4 separate regions of the Sus scrofa genome follow, and all the other regions are linked to region 4. The links are chromatin contacts, called in public Hi-C and HiChIP or PLAC-seq maps. All regions are on one chromosome and are shown on one strand. The core of a region is the stretch at or near the end of the contact, and the rest is flanking DNA. Distances in the headings are between cores, read along the strand shown. Region 1 holds the start of ABCG4 (ATP-binding cassette sub-family G member 4). Region 2 holds the start of DDX6 (probable ATP-dependent RNA helicase DDX6). Region 3 holds the start of CCDC153 (coiled-coil domain-containing protein 153). Region 4 holds the start of CCDC84 (coiled-coil domain containing 84).

Region 1 (5,159 bases), core at 1,727-4,226, 130 kb before region 4:
TCTCTGCCCACCTCTAACTGCTTTCCATCTTCCAGAGAAAAGGAGGGGGAGTCCAGTGAAAAAAGAAGTCAGAGAGAGGAGGACAGAGGGCAGAGAAAGGGGCAAGGGATGGAAAAAAATGCCAAAATAGACAGTAGAGCAGGATGGGGGGGCTGGCAAGGGCAAAAGAGACAAGGACACAGCCATGGGTGTTCATTTGTGGCTGGTGGGTTGAAGCAACCAGACAGCTGGTCCATCGAGTCACATTTCTTTTGTGTTTGCATTTCTCCTTAGAACTGTGAGGACATGAGAGGGCTAAGGAAATAATAGCTCTCTTCTCATTTTGCCCAGAGCCAGTTTTGGGGCCAAGAGGCTGCTTAGGGATAGGAGGCTGAGCGGGGAGCCCAGATGCCTCTGTTTCTATTGGCTTAGGCCCTGTGACCTTTTTGGCCACTTATGGGACCAGGAGTAGGGACTGCAGAGACAGTTCAGGCTCAGCCCTGCTCTGAAGCACCCTAAACATCTCTTAAACCTCAGAGAACAATGTCCCAGCTCCACCCCTGACCCACACCCAGGCTCTGGGAAAAAACCCAGCTTCTATATTCCCAGCTCAACCTGCTTAGGGCAGGCGCTTGTGGTGGGGTTGGCAAAAAATGTAAGGGATGCGGGCGATGGGCAGGGTTCAAAGGAACTCAGAGCCCCAGCCAGACCTTACCCACCCGTTCTGAGGTGAGAAATGTGGAGGAGATGGGGAATGCTGTACCAGGGAAATTATGAGAGAGAAAAGAATCACGGAGAGCTGGAAAACCTGGCTTCTGGTCCCAGCACTGCCACTTACTAGATGTGTGACATTTGTCAAGTTGCTCAACTTTTCTGGACCTCAGTTTCCTTATTAGTAACAGAGGGATGTCATCTACCCTGCTAAACCTTCACCCTCCCTGCCTTGGAGTTCTTTGGCAAGAATGAAGTAAGACAGGCATGAGAACATCTTTGAAAATCAGCAGCGCTCTACAGGTACAAGGATTTTTGCTCACCGCTGGGGACAACCCCCACAACACAGCCCCCACATTCCATGCCAGCCCTCAAAGACAGGAGTCTACCCTGGAAGGAAGAAGGAAAACTCCTCAAGGACCAGAGGTGATAGTGTCAACTTAGAAGAGGAAAGTTTCAATAACCCATTGAATCTAGTGTCCCATAGTGCTTACAGGTGTAGGGGCGGTGCAGACCGTGGCACCTCAGCTGTGCCCACAGTGAGTGAGGGGTCATTTTAGTGGGCCCCATCCTGCAGAATTTGCAGAACGGGGACACCCAGGCCTCCGGCTCCCAAAGGGGCAGCTCCTGGGGGCCCAATGCTCTCCACCAGGCTGCTCCCTTACCCCGTTTGCGCCAGCAGGGCCCCTCCCTCACGGAATAGGAGAGCTCCACGAACTCAATGTCCACGGCTGAGCGCTTGGGTAGGTGGGAGAAGCGCTGGGCTTCGGTGATGTGGTTCTCCACCTTCTTGAGGTGCGTGGTCAGCATTGGGGGCTCCGCCCCATCCTCCAGCGCCACGGCCATGGCCACAGCCCCAGGTCCTAGTCCACAGCCCACAGCCTCCAGCGCCTTCTCCGCCATCACGCCGCCGCCGCCGCCGCCGCCGGCCTGCAGAAAGAGGGCCTGCTCAGTTTCGGGCAGACCTCGATCCCTGGCTCAAAGCGCCCTTGCTTTCTAATGCTGCCCTCGCCCCCAGTCCCCGCCTCCTCGGGGTAGATCGGCTACTGGGAGCATCCTACAGCCCACCGCCGGAGCACCTGCCCTCCGCCGACCACTACTCCCGCGCAGCAACGTTCAGTCCACACCTCTCCTCGGTCCCGGGCAGCCCCAGCCCCAGCCTGGCCCCAGCCCGGTCCCTCAAAGCCCTCGCCCGCTCCCTCCTCCCCACCGAGGCTCTAATCTCCTTACCCCGCAGGCCAGCAGCCCCTGGGGACTAGATGGGGGAGGGGAAAAAAGAAGGGGTGGCCGACGGAGGTTGCCTGCTGGGAGGTCAGGGTAGCAGGGTGAGCGCAGGGTGGACCAGGCAAAGGCGGTGGAAGAGCAGGCTCTGAGCCTCCCGCTGCGTCCCCCTCCCCATCCCTAGGAGATACGCCCCGGCCGGCCCCTCCCGCCGGCGCCCCTGGGTCCGCGGGACCTGGGCTCTCCCCAAAGATCGGCGCACCACCCGGACTCAAAACCCCCACTGCCAATTAAGCCCCTCAAGGCGGGCTCACTTCCTCTCACCTCCCGCGTGCCTGGTCACCTTGACGCGCTCCCGGGCCGATTTGGAGCCGGGATGCTTAGCGCGGCCACGGGCCAAGGATGGAGACTTTGGGCCCTCCTTACCTGCCTCAGGCTGCGGCACCGGCGTCCCGGCTCCCGGTCCCGGCGGCCGGGCCGGGGCGGGGCCGGGGCGGGGCAGGCGACAGGGGAGGGCCCGGGCCTCAAGTCGGAGGAGAGATGACTAGGTTGGGAAGGGGTGATTGCGGTGCGCCCCTACTCCGCTCGGCCGCGCACACCCGGTTCCCTGAGCCCCTCAGCGCTGTGTCCTCCCGAACCAGCCGGGCGACTGCGCTCTGCTCCGCTGCTGCTCCCGGGTCCCGCTGTTCTTAAAGGGCCCGCGCCGCCCCTCAGTCCGCTGGGAGCGAGGATGGCGAAGGGGAGAGCCGAGCCAGCGACGCAGGGTGCCGGAGCTGGTGCAATTGTGGACCCAGGACTGGGGACTGGTGGCGAAGGGCAGACTTGGGGGCAGTGAGGAAAGGAGAACTGAAGTCACTCAGAGGGGACGGCTTCCTGGATTATAGACTATACAATGGTGATGGGGGAGGGGGTACAGATTCCATCACTCTCAAGGGATTGCGAAGCTGTCAGACTGTCTGCACTGCCCCCCCCCCCCATCGATTTCCCTCAGTTCTGGCCCTTGAGCTCAGGCACACACACCTCCGCCCTCGAATCCCCAAACTAGATAAAACGGCTTTGAAAGCAAGTCTTGGAACCTCCTCCATACTACCACCCCCACAGCCCACAACCGCACCCCGCCCCCAGCCCTCCCCCCAAGCCATTCCCTCTCTCAGGGAGAGACTAGTTTAAAAGGGACGGAAGGTGGCCGTTTTGGCGGAGCATGCAGGCAGCTAGCTCCAAGGTTAAACTGGTACCCAGAGTTGAGCCTGCTCTGATGGTGGAAATCTTTATTCTCCCGGGCAAATTCGGGCCCTTAAGACAGGCAATGCCTGATGCTGGAGGCACCTGTGTGCCAAGGCCTACACACAGGGCTCCCAGAACACTGACATGCGTGCCTTCTCTCCCTCATCCCACAAGCCTTCAAATGTAGATCCCCAGAGCACTCTTGAGGCTTTCTCCTGCTCTGCTCCTTTCTCAGGCAATTCCTCTTGGCCCCTGCCTGCCCTGGCCCCAGTCTTCAAGGGGTAAGTAGGTTAGCTGACTGAGACATGTGACCTGAGCTTTTAAGTTCCCACCTGTCACACAGCAGAGACGATGGGAGGGGACGCTGCTGGTGATGCTGCCACCGCTGAGGCTTCTTCTTACTGCAGCAGATGAGAGGTTACTAGCAGTCAAACCTCTCCCCTCCTGGTTCCCCTCCCCCTGCCCCACCAGCCTCTCCGCAGCCTGGAGGCTGGCGGCCCCTGCAGGACATTTCCAGGCCCCATCCTGTGGCAGAATTTCACACTGGTTTTGTTTTGGTTTTTTTTTTTTTTTTTTTTTTTTGCTTTTTAGGGCCACACTCGCGGCATATGGAGGTTCCCAGGCTAGGTGTCAAATCAGAGCTACAGCTACTGGCTTACAGTATAGCTCATGGCAACGCCAGATCCTTAACCCACTGAGCGAGGCCAGGGATAGAACCCACAACCTCATGGTTCCTAGTGGGATTCGTTTCTGATGCGCCATGACAGGAACTCCTTTATACAGATGTTAGGTCCAATTCTCTCTACCTTCCCCCACCCTCGACCCCATGCTCCAGAGCACCAACCTCCAGTGCTCTGCTGTGGACTTCCCGCCCCAAGAGTTGCATTATCTCATTTAATGCTCACACTATCCCTATGAGGAGGGTATTTCAACATCTCTTTAGAAATAAAGAGGAGTTCGGAGTTCCCATCGTGGCTCAGTGGTTAATGAATCCAACTAGGAACCATGAGGTTGCGGGTTCAATCCCTGGCCTTGATCAGTGGGCATTGCCGCAAGCTGTGGTGTAGGTTGCAGACACGGCCCGGATCCCGCGTTGCTGTGGCTCTGGTGTAGGCCGGTGTCTACAGCTCCGATTCGACCCCTAGCCTGGGAACCTCCACATGCCGTGGGAGCAGCCCTAGATAAAGCAAAAAACAAAACAAAACAAAAACAAACAAACAAACAAAAAATAAAGTCTCTAAAAAAAAAAAAGAACTCAGCTAGTATCCATGAGGATGTGGGTTTGATCCCTGGCCTCCCTTAGTGGGTTAAGGATCCAGCATTGCCGTAAGCTGTGGTGTAGGTTACAGATTCGGCTCGGATCCCACATTGCTGTGGCTGTGGCATAGGCTGGCAGCTGCAGCTCCGATCTGACCCCTAGCCTGGGAACTTCTATGTGCTGCAGGTGCAGGCCTAAAAAGAAAAAAAGAAATAAAGAAACTGAGGCATAGGTAGGCTAAGTAATGTACCCCAGAGGACATGCTCAGTTGGGAGAAGAACAGGGCTTGAACCCTAAAGTCCTGGCCTTTACCCGCTCTGCTATAAGGCCTCTGGGAACCCTATTCTCAAACAGACTGTCTCCCTTCATTTTCTAGACAGGCTCGTCAGAGTCGAGTGACACTCCCCTCCATTCCCTGGCATATGACTTCCCAGGTCTCAGGAAAATGTTCTGCCCTTCCTTAGGAAGACCCTGTCCCCATTCCTCAGGACAGCCTTTCCTACCTGCAGAGGCCAACATTTCCAAGCCTTCTATCAGTTTTCCACCCTGTGGGATTCACTCCCCTGCCACAGAGCAGTGGTCCTGAGCCTTGACTGAAAGTTGACATCACTTGGGACTTTCAAGAGCTGTTTAGATAATACTCTGAACAGTTCATTCTGATCTCTAAGGTGGCATCCTGGCATTAGCATTTTTAAAAGCTTCCCAATCGATCCCACTGAGTAGGTAAAGGGCAGCCACTGCCCCAGATGAACCTTCCATTCCCTGG
Region 2 (5,199 bases), core at 65-2,564, 170 kb after region 4:
GGGTAGCTGGAGGCGGGCTAACTAGAAACTGGGCATCTTAAGTGATTGGTTTGAGGGAATATATTTGGCTTTCTCTGATTGGTCCCGAGTTGGGAGCAGGGGCAAAAATTCGGGAAGCTGGCAGTCAACGACGAAGTTTTTTGCCCCTTCCGTCACTGCAGAGGCTGTGGTTTCGCCTCTCGTGCTACTGGAAGCAGAAGTTGAGGGTCGTCAACACATGGTTTGGTCATTGCCCTGTATATTGTCTCTCAGCTGGGTGAGACCCAGGTTTATATTTTCCCTGGACCTAACTTAAACGTTCTAGCTTCCAGTTCTTGTTTTACCTGGAACAAGAGTCCATTCCTGTTATTTTTGTTAAGGATAAACGGAGACATTCAGATGTGAAAAATATTTATGGGTATAAATACATAATTATCTTTCTGATGAGGGTCAATCTGGAAAGGGAGTCGCCTTCGGTCTTCTGGTTCCCCATTTATGTGCAGAGCTCTTATTCCTATAATAACTGACTCAGTGTTTCTTTCCTTTGGGAGAGGCTAGGCCTCCCTGGTTCCCTCTCTGAGAATTGCTCTTTGGAGCAGAGCGAGGAGGATCGCTGCCCCAGTGTCCCATTCTCTTTCCTGAGGCTCGCTCTCCGGGTTCCGGCCGTGGTCGCACCTTGGCTACTCAGCATCCCAACACCCCCGCGCCAGATCCGCCTCTACAGTCTCCCCCACCCCCCGCTTGCCCTGACACAGCGCCCCCTGTCCCCAGCCCCGCGCGCTCCCCGGGGTTCTCCCCGCTGCACCGGTCCCGGCTGGCCCCCCTTCCGGTGCCCAAACCCCGGCGCGCGCTGGCGCCTCCAGACTACTGGTTCCGCGTGTTCCTGGATGGAGGCCGGAGGGGCTCGGACGCGACCCCTCGGTCCTGCAGCAGCCTCCTTCGCCCGCGGGAGATGTCAGGTCAGCTCTCCCGTCCCCGAGCCGCTACCCGGTCTTTGGTCAGGAAAAAGCAGATCCTCCTCAGGTCCCACGCTCCCGATTTCCACTCTAGGGGGACCCTTCCCAGCGACCATTCCCCTATCATTTCTCCTCAGCTGTAGAAAGAGCAGCCCTCCTTTCCCTTCAGAAAGGGAGCCGTATTTCCCTTCCGACTTCCCCTCCACCGGGGCCCCGTGAGTCCCGGATCCGTAGGAAAGCACAGGCCTTCATTTTCTCCTCGGGTAGGTTCCCTGGCCAGGATTTGTCCTGTCGCGAAGCAGGACAGACTGAGACGCCGCGGCCGACACAGCTGCGGCGGCGGCCGGAGTCTCGCCATCTTGCGCGGAGGAGGAGCCGCAGCGGCCGCCATGCGGAGAACGCAGGGAGGAGGGGGGCAGGGAGCGGGGGAGCCGAGTTAGCTCAGTCCGGGCGGCGGCTTCGACGGCGCCTTGAGCGCGGGCAGCGGCGGAGGTAGGGCTGGACGGCCCCGGGAGCGGGCAGGCGCTGGCTGGTCGGCAGTGCAGCCCTGGCAGCTGAGCGGGGGCGGGGCGGGAGGAGGCCGAAGCGAGGGGCCGGGTGGGGGCGGGCGGAGGTTTCCGAGGAGGAAGGAGCGGCCGCCATTTTGGGAGCTTCGAGTCAACAATAAAGGACCGGGGGTGCCGAGCGGGAGTGGCCTCGGTGGTAGGACTCGGGCTCGAGCCGCGGGAAGTGGGGTGAGGCGGGGGGGTGGAGGTCGGCGTTGACGCCGAGGCTGCGGGTAGCCCCCCGGCAGCTCTGAAAGGGGGTCTGAGGTGGAGGCCTGAGGCCTGGCCGGGCCCTGGGGAGGAAGGCGGGTGGCGGGCGGCAGCTGTGTGGGGTGGGGGCGCCCGGGAGGAGTAGGATGGAGCAATGTGGTGCGCGACAGGGTCTGGAGAAGGAGCGGGCGAAGTTCGCAGAGGAGTTTTGTAGAAGATGAGGGAAGGTGGGACCGTAGGAGGCAGCAAGGACTTAGGGAGATGGTGGAGGTTACTGGGTAAAAGGCGGCCCTATAGGGGGCGGCAGGGATATGCGGTGTCGGGAGAGCTTGGTTTGGAAGAGGACCGGCTGTTTGATCTGAGTAAGGCCGTGTAGGTCAATAACAAGGCGGTGATCTTGGAGCCCCGGATTCTTGGAGAAAAGAACAGGCCTTCTGACTTAAGGGTTTCTCTTTGGGGCCTTTTTGGGGGAGTCCCTATTGTTCCCTACCCGCGGAGCTGGTTCCCTGCTCTTGTTGCGCAGATACGATTGCAGGGCTCCAGCCCTTTTGTGTTTATGGGTCCAGAGAGCTGACTTGAAGTGTGTGGGTTTTTTTGGGTGGGGGTGAGAAGATAGAAGCAAGAAATGATTTCCCTACAATTAGGGAGCTCGAATCATTGGCTTGTTTCTTTCCCTTATCGCCCAGTCCCCTTTCTCTTCGACAGTCCCCTCATCCCTTCAAAATAGAACAGTCACTCTAACTTGCACACCAAGCTTAGAGAAACTGCGCTGCATTTGCAAACAAAAGGTCTTTTTGGAGATGACGGTACAGTTTGGCGTGTGAAACTGTCAGTTGCTAACTACGATCTGGAAAGTGCTGTAATTAACTCCGCTAGGGGCTCCTCCCAACTAGTCTGTGTGTCGTTCGTATTTTTGAAAATGTAGAAATATAACTTGCAAATCTAAATTGAGAAAGGGTAGGAGGAATATTTCCTTTCCTGAGACATAAAGCTGCAGTGCAGGCTTTAGCTTAATTAAGAGGGGAGCAGTTATCACATAGTCACATTTTGGATATAGGAAGATAGAAGGTCTTGTGTGTATAATGGACAGTGATGATATCATTTAATCTTTAGAGGTTGCCTTCTTCATCCTCTTAGTGCTTTGCAAACCAGTCTTCTGGTGTGAAGTAGCTGGTATTGCTGATCATAATATAAACCTGTCAATACTGGAAACCACTTACTACCTTGAACTGAAATTAGGTGGCTGTTAACCACCCTCTGCTTAAGAGGACTTTCAGCTTCTTGGGAGACGTGGAAATAGACAGCTTTGTGTATGTGATGATCAAGATTTGCTTTTGAGCAGCTTGATTTTTATTTAAAAAAAAAACCTCAAAGAGTATTTTAAAAGATTTTATAGTTTGAGAAATCTCGGTATATGGCAAGAAAACATTAACTAGTAAGCTAGTGTATTTTTGGTAAAACATTTAAAGCAGTTGACAAACCAAACAGGCCTTTATTTTCTGGCTTTTTCTGCCTGGCTTTTAAATTAAGTTTTTATTTACAAATAATTTGATTGGGGAATAGTTTTTTAAAATTTAACTATTAATTGGTACTCTGGGTTTCCTGGAGAGTTTGATCAAAGTTACTAGTGTTTTTAGCCTCTCACAGATTTTTTTTTTAATAGAAGTAAATTCCTTTTTGTGTTTTTGTAATTTAAAAGCAGTGCTATTTCAAGTTGGGATATGCCTTTTGAAAAGTGTTATACTAAAAATTATACCAGTTTTGTAGTATTCAGATTTAATTAATGTAGCTAAAGATTTTCTTGGCTGTTTTTCAAGCAAAAGTGTATACATTTTATATCCCTTGACTGCTTCAGTTATTGTTTTAAGGGTCAAAAACTTAGAAAGGAAAAAGAAATGCATTTTTCTTTATAAAGTTTAATTTCTGTGGTTGCAATTTATAAGGGCATAAATAGGTTTTTCTGAAAGCATAAAATTAAGTCAAAAGCTCAACTCTTCAAGTATTCTTACCGTCAGAAATAGAAAAAAATTAATGAATTGCCTTGTTCGTATGTAGATTTACATTAAGTTGTGCTGACACTTCATTGAGTTGTAATTGAGTGTAATGAATCATTGACATTTAGAGGTGTCAGGGACTTAATTCATCTAGGAGGAAACTGAAGGGAAGAGATCATCACTTGCCAACTAATGCTGATTTAATCACAGTATATTTCTACCTGATGTCTGTGTTGCTTTGAACTTTTCAGTGCAGGTTTGTTTTTTGAGGCAGGTCATCTTTTTGTGTTTCTAGCCTGGCTAGTGATTTGGTCTAAGTGCAGCTGTGTTCTTAAATCTTCAACTTTAAAAAAGGGAGTGCTTCTTTGAGTTCTTTAAAAAGGAAACAAAAAAGCTTTTTCTAACTTTACATTTGTTAATTTAACTTTTTTCTTTGTTTCAGATTGAACTGAGCGAATTCAGATATATAACTCAACCTTGTTAGAGGGCTTTTTTTTAAAAAAAAGAGTTGATTCGGTGCATGAGAGCAAGTTACTGCTGCTTACTGTTCAGAGACTTACAGGTGCTTGCCTGCATTGCAATAAAGGACTCATATATTGAGCAAGACTTATATTTATCTCTTCGTTTTGGAGAGCCTAATAAACTGTTATTACAGTTTCTTTACTGACTTTCAAAAGTTTTGAACTTTGAAAGAGACATCTTTACAATTAATACAGCATGAGCACGGCCAGAACAGAGAACCCTGTTATAATGGGTCTATCCAGTCAAAATGGTCAGCTGAGGGGCCCTGTGAAGCCCAGTGGTGGCCCTGGAGGAGGGGGCACACAGACACAGCAACAGATGAACCAGCTGAAAAACACCAACACAATCAATAATGGCACTCAGCAGCAAGCACAGAGTATGACCGCCACTATTAAGTAAGTTTTAGAATAAATAAACACACGTGGGGGGCCCAATGAGATTTATTTTGTTACTTTGTTGTTGACTATGTGTATCCTAAACATTTTGATTGCAAATAGAGGTCACATGCCTCTATGGCCCTGTAGGTATTTGCAATAGGATAATACATTTCTGTCATAATAAATTCAAGTTTATTAAGTATCAAGCAAAGGTGATGAATATTAATTTTGTATAGACTATTTTTTGAAACATTTCTGGCTTTTATAACGAGCTCAAATTCATCTTGTTTTTGCCAGTATGGCTTTCTCCTTAGTGTTATAAATTAGTTAAAGCCGATTTCAAGTTTGTTGGTTTGGTTTTTAAGGGCGGCACCTGTGGTATATGGAAGTTCCCGGGCTAGGGGTCAAATCATAGCTACAGCTGCTGGTCTATGCCACAGCTCATGGCAACTCAGGATCCTTAACCCACTGAGCGGGGCGGGGGCCAGGGATCAAACACACATCCTCATGGATACCAGTTGGGTTCTTAACTTGCTGAGCCACGATGGGAATTCCCAATTTCAAGCTAAAGACCTGCCCAGCCTTCTGAACTTCAAACATACTCACTTATAGAAAA
Region 3 (4,761 bases), core at 1,630-4,129, 180 kb before region 4:
TGGCATGATCCTTAACCCACTGAGTGAGGCCAGGGATCAACCCTGCAACCTCATGGTTCCTAGTTGGATTTGTTCCCACTGTGCCACGACGGAACTCCTCAAGCCATTCTTCATAGTCAACTCAAATATTGTCCTCCTTACCAGACACTCTAGATAGAAATAATCCTTCCCTCAAACTTTCCAGAACCATTTATTTCTCACCTACCACATTAATTTATGCTATACTATCCTTTTTTTTTTTTTTTTTTTTTTTTTTTTTTGCTTTTCAGGGCTGCACCCCTGACATATGGAGGTTCCCACACCAGGGGTCTAATGGGAGCTACAGCTACTGGCCTACACCACAGCCACAGCAACACAGGATCCAAGCTGCAGCTGCCACCTACACCACAGTTCACGTCAACACTGGATCCTTAACCCTCTAAGAGAGGCCAGGGATCAAACTTGCAACCTCATGGTTGCTAGTCGGATTTGTTTCCCCTGCACCACAATGGGAACTCCCATGCTATACTATCTTATTGGCTCTGGTCTTCCACAGTAGCTGGCACAGTGCAGATACACAAGGGTACTTTTTCCCCTCATAGTCAAATCCTAGATTTAATGGAGTATAGGCAAGAAATTAATCTTTGGAGCTGTGTATGAGCTTGCAGGTCACATCCACATCTCTGGCTTAGTTTAAGTCTTACCATTTATATTATGTTCAGTATGGTTTGTATAGAATAGAGTTATAATAATATGTAATATATAATTTGTCCTTTGCTTCTGCTGCAGTAAGCCATATTTCTTTCCATACACAATGGACTTATCCATAAGTCATATGCAATGACTTATCTCTCACATTGGAATGCAGTAGAATCTCTCCTGTGTATCTCCTTAAAACTCCTGGATAGGATCCTCTTCAAAGGAAGACAGGGTTCTGCTGAAATGATCTTTCCTATTTTTACCTCTAAACTGAGGTTTATAGGTGAAAAAAAGGAAAGATTGACTTTTTTCTCACAATTTTCACTTGGCTTGTTTTCAAAATGTCCTAGAGATTGAATTGTTGCTCACAGTGCCATTCTCATTCCTGGATTATTCTAGAGCTGGCTCAGTTTGTATCACATCATGTGACATGTAGCACTCTTCTTATTCCATTTCATCTTCACCCCAAACCACATCCTCATTCTGCACCTGAAAGTCGGTTGACTGAACATATTTGAAAAGTAAATGCTCTTCTGCGGCATGAGATGTTGTTTGTATTCTGTAATCTCTATCCTCAATATATCACTGTGCATCAGCATACCGAGACACTAATTATCCCTTGGAAAATTCCCCAAATAGGCTTCCGTATGAGAAGGACCAGGACAGCAATCTCTACTGCATTCCTAGGCAGGGAGAGAGGGATCTTGGGGGTGGGGGTGGGGATAAATGGAAAACATGCTTTGAAATTAGAAGAAAACTTGTTTCCAGATTTAGGAAATGTGCAGGTTATCTGCAAATAAGTACAGGAACTATTCACATCTAGAAGAACAAGACCAGTTCTTTCCTTTACTCTGTAAAATCTCCACAGAGTCTGAGAAGTACCCTGCAGCCATGAGGAGACAAATAAACATGCATCAGCTTCTGCCTAAATCTACCTGATCCCTAGAAGGACTTTTCTTTCCCCCAAACCTCATGGCTATTTCTTCAGATCGGTTCCTGACAACAGGCATTTGGCCAAAAATGTTGAGGGGGACAGAAATAGGGAGAAATATCTAAAGAAAGAGTCTGGGTATTCCCAATATGGCTTGGGGCTTTGAAACTCAACTAGTATCCATGAGGCTGTGGGTTCAATCCTTGGCATCACTAAGTAGGTCAAGGATCCAGCATTGCAGCCAGCTGTGGTGTAGGTTGCAGATGCGACTTGGATCTCGTATTGCTGTGGCTACGGAATAGGCTGCTGCTATGGCTCTGATTCGACCCCTAGCCTGGGAACCTCCATAAGCCGAGAGTGCGGCCCTTAAAAAGAAAAAACAGAAGAAAGAAGGAAGAAGAGTCTATAGTTCCCTTAATCCACAAGGGGGAAAGGCCTAAAATTTCTGTTGTTTTCATTCTAGCCAGTGTGGTAAACAGAGATCCAGGGGGCAGATGGATGACAAAGCTCCCAGCAGCAAGGGCTGGAGGAGGGTGGGGTGAAGGGAGGGCTGCCTGACAAGGGCAAAGCCCCCACCATTCTCCCTTCCCCAGACTGATTTTTCCAACTACTCATGACTCCCGGAAGAGGCTAGGAACTATCCCTAAGTGGGGGAGGCACCCCCACATTGCTTACTAACTGATTTAAATAGAAAAATGTAGGAGACTCCGGAGAAGGTCAAATAAGTCCACTAGAGGGAGCCCCAATCAACTTAATACCGCAGAGCCAAGCAAGCTATTTTCTCGGCACCTGTGTGAAAATCAACCACATGAGGGAATAGGGGAAGAGAGTCTGTATATTAAGTCACCGTGAAAAAAGATAGCCCTATAAATACCTGGTGAAAACCCAAGCCTTTCAAGATTTATAAAATCAAAAAAATTTTTATTGGGGTTTTGGTTTATGTTTTGGCTTTTTAGGGCCGCACGCCTGGCATATGGAAGTTCCCAGGCTAGGGGTTAAAGCAGACCTGCAGATGCTGGCCTACACCACAGCCACACCAACGCTGGATCTGAGCCGTGTCTGTGACCTATACCACAGCTCACGGCAATGCCGGATCCTTAACTCACTGAGCGGGGTCAGGGATTGAACCAGCATCCTCATGGATCCTAGCCAGGTTCATCACCACTGACCCACGACGGGAACTCCCCAAATCAAGGATTTAAAGACTAGGAAACTGAAGCCAAGCAAGATCAAAAGACTTGCCCAAGTTTACGTATCCGGAGAAGGGATAAGAACTCACAGCAATTGCCTCTAATCAGTGCCCTTCCTTCTCCACCAGCATCTCTGTGTCAGCATCCTGAGGTCCTGAATTTGCCTCTTCTCTGCGTCTCATTTCTCTGAAATGGGAAACTCTCTGGACCACCTTCTCCTGCTTGTTTTTCCCTCATATACCACAGAATGACTTGCTGAAGGGGATCTTCAGTTTTAAGCCTAAAAATATCATTTAGTTGATTACACCTGGGGTGTAAGTTGACCAAAATGGCTACCATCAGTCCTTTTCCTCTGAATCGGCAGGGAAGTGCCATTTCAGACGTGTAAATCTGTAATTTGTGAGTCTTCAAATTGCAGGCAGTGCTACATGGAAGTGAATTATAGCTAGTCAGCTCCAAAGCCCTTTCTCTTCAAACTACACTTAGGATTTGGGGGAAAGAAGAGAATTGACCCTTTGAGACCTTGGTATTTTAAGCTTTGTATATATCCCATTCCACCTTCCTATGAACCTCATGTTTCCCAGTTGCCTGGACAACATGTAGCCTCCAGAAACCCAACCCTCTGGTTCTCAGCCCCGCCCTTGAAGGAAATTTGCCACTCTGGATTGGCTCCCAGTACCCAGTCTCCTTCTCAGGCTCCTAGCTGGTTGGGCCTTCCCTCTGCCTCTCCTCATGAGTGGTTGCACCACAGGGAGACACAACAGAGGCAAGAGAGGATCTTGCAGGAAGGAAGAGGCAGGGTAAGGATGGTGAGAAGAGGGAAGGGACCAGGTAATAAGATTTATTTTCTCTGAAAGATAATTGAGCGGAATGATTTCTGTACTAAGAGCCTGAATGGTAAAGGGAAACAGCTCCATCCTTACCACTGGCCCTAGCTTCGTCTAAATTTCCGAGGAGACCAAGAACAAAAGATTCTGTAAAGTATAAAAGACAGATTTGGAGTTGCCTCTGGGACTCCTGGTTCAGTCGGGGGGGTCAGGAGAGCAACTTCATGTCCAGACCTAAATGTAAGTTCCTTCCTTCCCCCAGGACAGCAAGGAGATGCCACGTAAGACCAAAGAAAAAGGGACAAAAGCTGGAGCACAAAAGAAGAAAAAGAATGCAGGTGCTGGTGAGTCAGATTGTGTGGAGATGGGTGCCCCCTGCTTCTCCATGTTCTGTCTCAGAGACCAAGCAGAGGTCCCTCAGAGAGAATTCAGCCTCTGCAGGACAAGACAGAGCTGCCTTGACCTTCCCCTGCATAGCCTCACATTTCGGTTCCATGAAGCTGTGAATGTGGGGAAATCAGCACTCATGCCTCCCCTGAGCTGCTTCTGGCTCTCTGCCTTCCTTGTATGTTCATTACACATCTTTTGAGAACCTACTATGTGCTGGGCACTGAACTCATGAGATTCTGCCATCAGAGATCCCTTTTGGGGGTGGGGGTGGTGCACCTGGGGCATATGGAAGTTTACATGCTAGGGGTTTAATTGGAGCTACAGCTGCTGGTCTATACACAGTCACAGCAACACAGATCTGAGCTGCATCTGCAACCTACACCACAGCTCTCAGCAAAGTCAGATCCTTAACCCACTAGGTGGGTCCAGAGACGTAACCCACGTCCTCATGGATACTAATTGGGTTCAGTTCCACTGAGCCATGACAGGAACTCCAGAGATCTCTTACTGAGCAGTCCTCAGATCTCTGGCAAAAAGAAAGTCCCAAGTGTGAGGTGAGGATGGAAAGGGAGTAAGGAGGCTGAGCTCCTGTTAAGCTGAAGTTCTGTCATCTTGCCAGGGCAGATGTGGAGGCTGAATCCATGCACAGGCTGGCACTGCTAGAAAAGGAGTTGCTCCGAGACAACTTGGGTAAGAAGGGTGGAAATTCTGGGAGCAGTAGAGGTGGAACAATGGGCATTTCTGT
Region 4 (5,171 bases), core at 1,242-3,741:
CCCCTTTGCCATTCACCATCAGCACGTGAACGAGAAGTTGTCAGATGGCTTTGGATATAGCCCCTTCCTCAGCATCACTGGTGGCAACATGCCACTTTAGGATGCTGGGAAGGTGGGGTGGCTTCATGGACATGATTGGGAACATGGAGCACATGACAGCTGGAGGCAACTGCCAGACCTTGTCATCCTCCACTATCATCTACTTCAACATGGCGATGGTGCCTCCAAGGTCTACCAGGCAACATCAGAGGCGCTGAGCCCCAGGTGGGATCCTGGAGATGGGGGACTGCACAGGACTCGGACAGTGGACTGGAGCAGATGTCCATGGGACGTCACTTCCGAGACCAGGCTCACATCCTCCAGTGCTCCCTGAAACCACCGCACAGGAGACCAGGAGAAGCAGCAGGATTACATCCTGGATGAGAGTGAGGCCACATTTAACAATGAATGGCAGAGGGAGACATCCCGATTCTGGCAGCAGTGCCCTCTGGAATTTCACTGGCACAAGGCTTCAAGGGATGTGGGATGAAGGGCTGAAGGGCCTCCCTGCCCAGCTATACAGGGCCCTGAGGACTCCCCCTCCCCATAATCCCACCACCATGCTGACTAGTGAGGGGCCGGGCCTGGCCCCTCAGCTTCTCTTGTACAGGGTGAGAAATCATCCCCTGAAATAACTTTCCTTGTTAACTCCCACTCCCAATTTAATATTAAGTTAACAGGCAAACTGGCTCCTACCTCTCTTTCCCCCTTGCGGGGGTGGGGTGGGGTGGGGGTTGTCTCAAGGAGAACTTCTCATTGCCCCTTTACCTAGTTTTTCCTTCTTTAAGCTCCTTACCATAATGACTCCACTTCTCCTGTGTAACTGCTAACTTGATTTTTCTGTTTGCTGCTTCCATCTCTGAATCTCATCTTCCCTGTCATGCACTGAAGGGGCTTTTGGGGTAAGCTCTGTGTTTAGGGGCCGCCTCCAACCCTCAGCAACCCTAGATCTTTGCCTATTTCCTTCTCAGATCCCCTACTGCCTAGCCAGGGCTGCGTGTGCAAGGAGAGGACGGGTTACCAACCGTTTCTCCTTTCCCAACCCCTGCACATTACAAAGATCTTCCCCACACCCTTTTCTGACTTTATTTTTTGATCTATGAGGTTGCAACAAACTAGGTGTTTTTAGAATAAAGGAGAATGGAAAAAAGGAAGAAAATAGCCTCTTCTGTTCCTAAAGGACCTTAGTAGTCTCTCTGTCACACATTAAGTAATTGCTTACTGCCAACTTTCATTACATGCTGTTCTCTATTGGCTCAATACACTAAATCCCATGCCCTAACTAGATTATAAACCTTTCAAGGACTCTGTCATAGTTTTTTTGTGTCCAAAATAGTGCCTAGAATGAGTGCTACGAAGAAAATGGATACTAATGAGGTCCACCATACTTCTAATGAATAGACGAAGCTCCAGTACCTAACACAGACCCAGAAAATCCACACTCTGCCACTTAATCATTCATAACCAGGGACTTACCGTGCATAATCCTGGGGGGAGATCAGAAACTTCTCTTTCATCTGGAACTCAGCCTTGTTCTCCCACCAGAATTTGTTGGTTGCTTTCTTGTGCTCTGGGCTGAGGTTGGAGAGGATAAGTAATCTCAATGAGAGATTAAAGAATATTACTCAGATATATAGGCATTAAATAAATAATGCAAATTGACGTCTGGGTTTCTGCCTCTGGGCAAGGCTGAGAGATGTATGCTGTTAGTAGTCTCTTCCAGCATCTCCAGTCTCCTCCCAATAAAAATGGAAGAATCTGAGAGGAAGTGATGGGCAGCAACCTTGTCTGAGGCAGCTGCTCAGCTGGCTTTCGAGCTAGACCTCCAACACCACTGGGACCATGGCAGCCATAAACTTGCTACCCTTGATGCCTATAAGAGGATTCAATTATCTACCCTGATCAAATCACAAAAGCGTTCTTCCTCTCACCCACCCCAAACCCTCCCTTCCACAAGTGTGCTCGATTTTGTTATGCGGCTCCTGACACGGCGCTCACCTGGCCAGATGCTCCAGGAGCCCCCCGTGCAGCACGGTCAGGTTTCCGTGGCTCAGGTGTTTCCGCACCTCACAACTGCAGCACAGGCACCAGCAGCTGCGCTCGTGCTCGGGCACGTAACGCTCCACCTGAGCGGCGCGGATCGCCTTGCGGGCAGCCTCTACCTGTGGCAGAAAGGGGGAGAGGCTAAGTGGAACCCCGGCGGGACTTTCAGATCCCAAGCCCTCCGGCCCTCCCTGCTCGCTCGCATCCCCGCCCCCGGGCTTCCATGGTCCCCTCCGGCCTCCTGTCCGCACCTGCGGCAAGAGCCGCTCCAAAGCCACCTTCAGCTGCCGCTGGTGCTTGCGGCTGTAGACGTGCCCGCGACCGCAGAAGAAAGTCTGGCGGCAAAGAGGGCAGCGCTGCGCCGGCGCCATCGGCGCGGGACTCGGGATCCGCGATGCGGAGCTGCTCCTTTGCCGTCCGGTGACCTCTGACCTCTAGGGGGCGGGGCGAACCCATCTGCCCCCAGTGGAGGGCAGGCGCCACTGCAAGCCCTTCTGCGGCTGCGCGGGTTTTCTCCTGGCTGCCTCACGGCGCGCAAACCCAGCCAGTCGTCTAGTCACCTAGTGCTGTGTGTTCGGATGAGGTGGTCGATTTCGCTTGTGCAGATGCGGGGAAAGAGCGCGCAGGTTGGGACACAGACAAGGACCAATACAGACAATGTAACAATCATAACTAGTGTTTAATAGGGTGCTCAGTGTGTGTCCAAAGCTTTTGTTAACTACCTCACGTAGGAGGACCCTTCGTGGCTCAGCGGGTAATGAACCTGACTAGGATCCATGAGGACGCGGGTTCCATCCCTGGCCTTGCTCAACGGGTTAAGGATCCGGTTGGCGTGAGGTGTGATGTAGGTGGCAGACACGGCTCGGATCCTGTAGGCTAACAGCTACAGCTCTGATTGGACCCCCTAGCCTGGGAACTTCCATATGCTAAAGCAAAAAAATTGCAAACCCCCCCAAAAAACTACCTCATGTAATCCTCAGAATAACCCAATGGGATGACTATCCTTACTGGCATTTTGCAAGCAGGAAACTGAGGCGTGAAGGAGGAAGTAATTCTATGGAAGGTTGCACAGGTGTAAAGTGGCAGAGGCAGTACCAGCTGGCTGTTGGGAACACAAACTGAAGGCCTAATCTGAGACCTAATCACACTCATACCACCATGGGGTGTTCTGAGCATTGCTCCTGTAAAGATGTAATGGCAAAGCCAAAAAGGTTGCAGAATCATTGCTAAGAGAAGACATTTTTAATCTGTAAACATGCTCGGAGTTTCCTTATAGCACAGCAAGTTAAGGACCCAGAGTTCTGGTCTCTACTGTGGTGCAGCTTCAATCCTTGACCTGGGAACTTCCGCCTGCCCAGGGTGCAGTAAAAGGAACCCAAAAAACAAAAAACGGTAAACCTGCTAATCTAGAGGAATTTTACTAATTCTTCATAAGCCACTTCTCCCAGAGTCAACTGCCTTCCTATCTCCTTTCAGACCTAAGGTAAATTGCTCCTTCACAGGGCTAAAATCCCCAGACTATCATCTCTACCCTAGAGCTCCCTCCAAAAAAAAGACTGGGTCCTAGCCCAGACCTTACTTGAAAGATGAGCAAATAAAGCTGGTATGGTGTCCCTAGCTTTCCTTAGATTTGTTAACGGTGGAGTTCTCTGGTGGCTCAGTGGATTAAGGATCTAGTGTTGTCACTGCTGTGGCTGGAGTCACTGCTGTGGTGCAGGTTCAATCTCTGGCCTAGGATCTTATGCCTTTTTTTTGGCTGCCAAAAAAAAAAAAAAGATTTGTTGCTGGTGCTGGTGCATTAACCTGGATGGGTTACAATGTCTGTGGGTGTATACAGTCAACTACATAATTCAGACCCAGAAAGTAGTCAGACTCCCCTTCAGGTCTTGACTTCCTGTTGAAGCTTCCCTTTACACTCAGGCCTCTACCATATGTGATCCATTTTCCGTTTTTGTTTGTTTGTTTGGTTGGTTGGTTGGTTTTTTTTGTTTTTTGTTTTTTTTTTAGGGCTGTACCAGTGGCATATGGAGGTTCCCAGGCTAGGGGTTGATTTGGAACTGCAGCTGCTGGCCTACACCACAGCCACAGCAACTTGGGAGCTAAGCCACATCTGTGACCTACACTGCAGGTCACAGCAACACTGGATCACCAACCCACTGAGCAAGGCCAGGGATCAAACCTGCGTCCTCATGGATACTCAGACTCTGGTCTTAAAGTCTCTAAAGTGACTTTCCTGATTAATTTAATGTCTCTAAACAGCCTTCAGGAAATATCTAAATTTTGCAGCATGATTTTTTAACACTAGGTTTCCTAACCTCCTTTTCAGTCTTGTCTCCCACTTGTTCCCCCTTCCCCCTCCCTCCTCCACACTCTCCTCCAGGCAATAGTCCTGCAGTCCTTTTGCTCCTGTGTACTTTAGCATCTCTAGCCTTTGGTTCCCTCTGCCTGATAAATTCTTTCTATTATATAGGGCTCTGAAAGATGAACTAGAATGAAATTTCCATACGGCTGGTGACTTTGTCTGGAATGTGGTAAGCTTTCAATCTATTTATAAGCTCTTAGATCAATTCATGATTGAATGAATGAAATGTCATCCCTTTTGTGAAGATGTCTAGAGTGGATACTGCAGAGTTTATTTTCAATTCCAAGGTCCTTTGCTCATCCTATTGCTTTTTGTTTAGCAGCCAGTGGAAAGCCCAGTAGTTAAGAATCTCCTGAAGTGCAGAGATGTGTCTTGGTCATACCTGACTTGTTCAAACTAGCAGAAAAGTTCTACACATGTTCGTCAAATTGTTAAAATCATCAAGATGTTAACTTAATTAAAATTAAGTGGTCAGCATGCCCACAACTAGGAAGAAGCCTGGGAAGCATGCAGCTAACAGTCTGCTAATTAATAGGGTCAAGCTACAAAACAGGCAAAGGGACAGTTTTATTTATTTGAGTTCCTGTTGTGGCTCAGTGGTAATGAACCAAACTAGTATCCATGAGGACATGGGTTTGATCCCTGGCCTCACTCAGTGGGTTAAGGATCTGGCGTTGCCATGAACTGTGGTGTAGGTCATAGATGTGGCTCAGATCCTGAGTTGCCA

What was found. A called contact is a pair of places that touch in the nucleus more often than the background predicts. HiChIP or PLAC-seq counts read pairs in DNA pulled down with a chosen protein or histone mark.
Region 1: a Hi-C map of fetal liver shows a contact between it and region 4, with 1.7 times the contacts expected there. The contact joins the promoter of ABCG4 here to the promoter of CCDC84 in region 4. A contact is called at or near these places in 1 of 47 Hi-C or Micro-C datasets (fetal liver) and 1 of 2 datasets of contacts at active chromatin or transcription factors (alveolar macrophages).
Region 2: a contact with region 4 is called in an H3K27ac HiChIP or PLAC-seq map of alveolar macrophages. The contact joins the promoter of DDX6 here to the promoter of CCDC84 in region 4. A contact is called at or near these places in 1 of 5 promoter capture datasets (fetal skeletal muscle), 1 of 47 Hi-C or Micro-C datasets (liver) and 2 of 2 datasets of contacts at active chromatin or transcription factors (alveolar macrophages and skeletal muscle).
Region 3: a Hi-C map of embryonic fibroblasts shows a contact between it and region 4, with 4 times the contacts expected there. The contact joins the promoter of CCDC153 here to the promoter of CCDC84 in region 4. A contact is called at or near these places in 1 of 5 promoter capture datasets (fetal liver), 6 of 47 Hi-C or Micro-C datasets (embryonic fibroblasts, heart right ventricle, liver and 1 more) and 2 of 2 datasets of contacts at active chromatin or transcription factors (alveolar macrophages and skeletal muscle).

What each region holds. Positions count from the first base shown.
Region 1 is chr9:46,362,363-46,367,521 of Sscrofa11.1, reverse strand. ABCG4 (ATP-binding cassette sub-family G member 4) reads right to left here and starts at 2,976. Exons shown (of 15, transcript XM_013979467.2): 1 at 2,338-2,976; 2 at 1,356-1,620. The coding sequence starts at 1,593.
Region 2 is chr9:46,059,372-46,064,570 of Sscrofa11.1, reverse strand. DDX6 (probable ATP-dependent RNA helicase DDX6) reads left to right here and starts at 1,314. Exons shown (of 13, transcript XM_021062947.1): 1 at 1,314-1,427; 2 at 4,127-4,601. The coding sequence starts at 4,402. It overlaps LOC106504894 (proline-rich receptor-like protein kinase PERK2), which reads right to left and starts at 4,260. Exons shown (of 2, transcript XM_013979478.1): 1 at 4,255-4,260; 2 at 1,184-1,981. The coding sequence starts at 4,260. The coding sequence ends at 1,184.
Region 3 is chr9:46,410,554-46,415,314 of Sscrofa11.1, reverse strand. CCDC153 (coiled-coil domain-containing protein 153) reads left to right here and starts at 2,879. Exons shown (of 7, transcript XM_021062967.1): 1 at 2,879-3,608; 2 at 3,889-3,970; 3 at 4,641-4,706. The coding sequence starts at 3,606.
Region 4 is chr9:46,227,730-46,232,900 of Sscrofa11.1, reverse strand. It overlaps CCDC84 (coiled-coil domain containing 84), which reads right to left and starts at 2,491. Exons shown (of 11, transcript NM_001244396.1): 1 at 2,334-2,491; 2 at 2,038-2,201; 3 at 1,516-1,614. The coding sequence starts at 2,453. It also overlaps the pseudogene LOC110255442.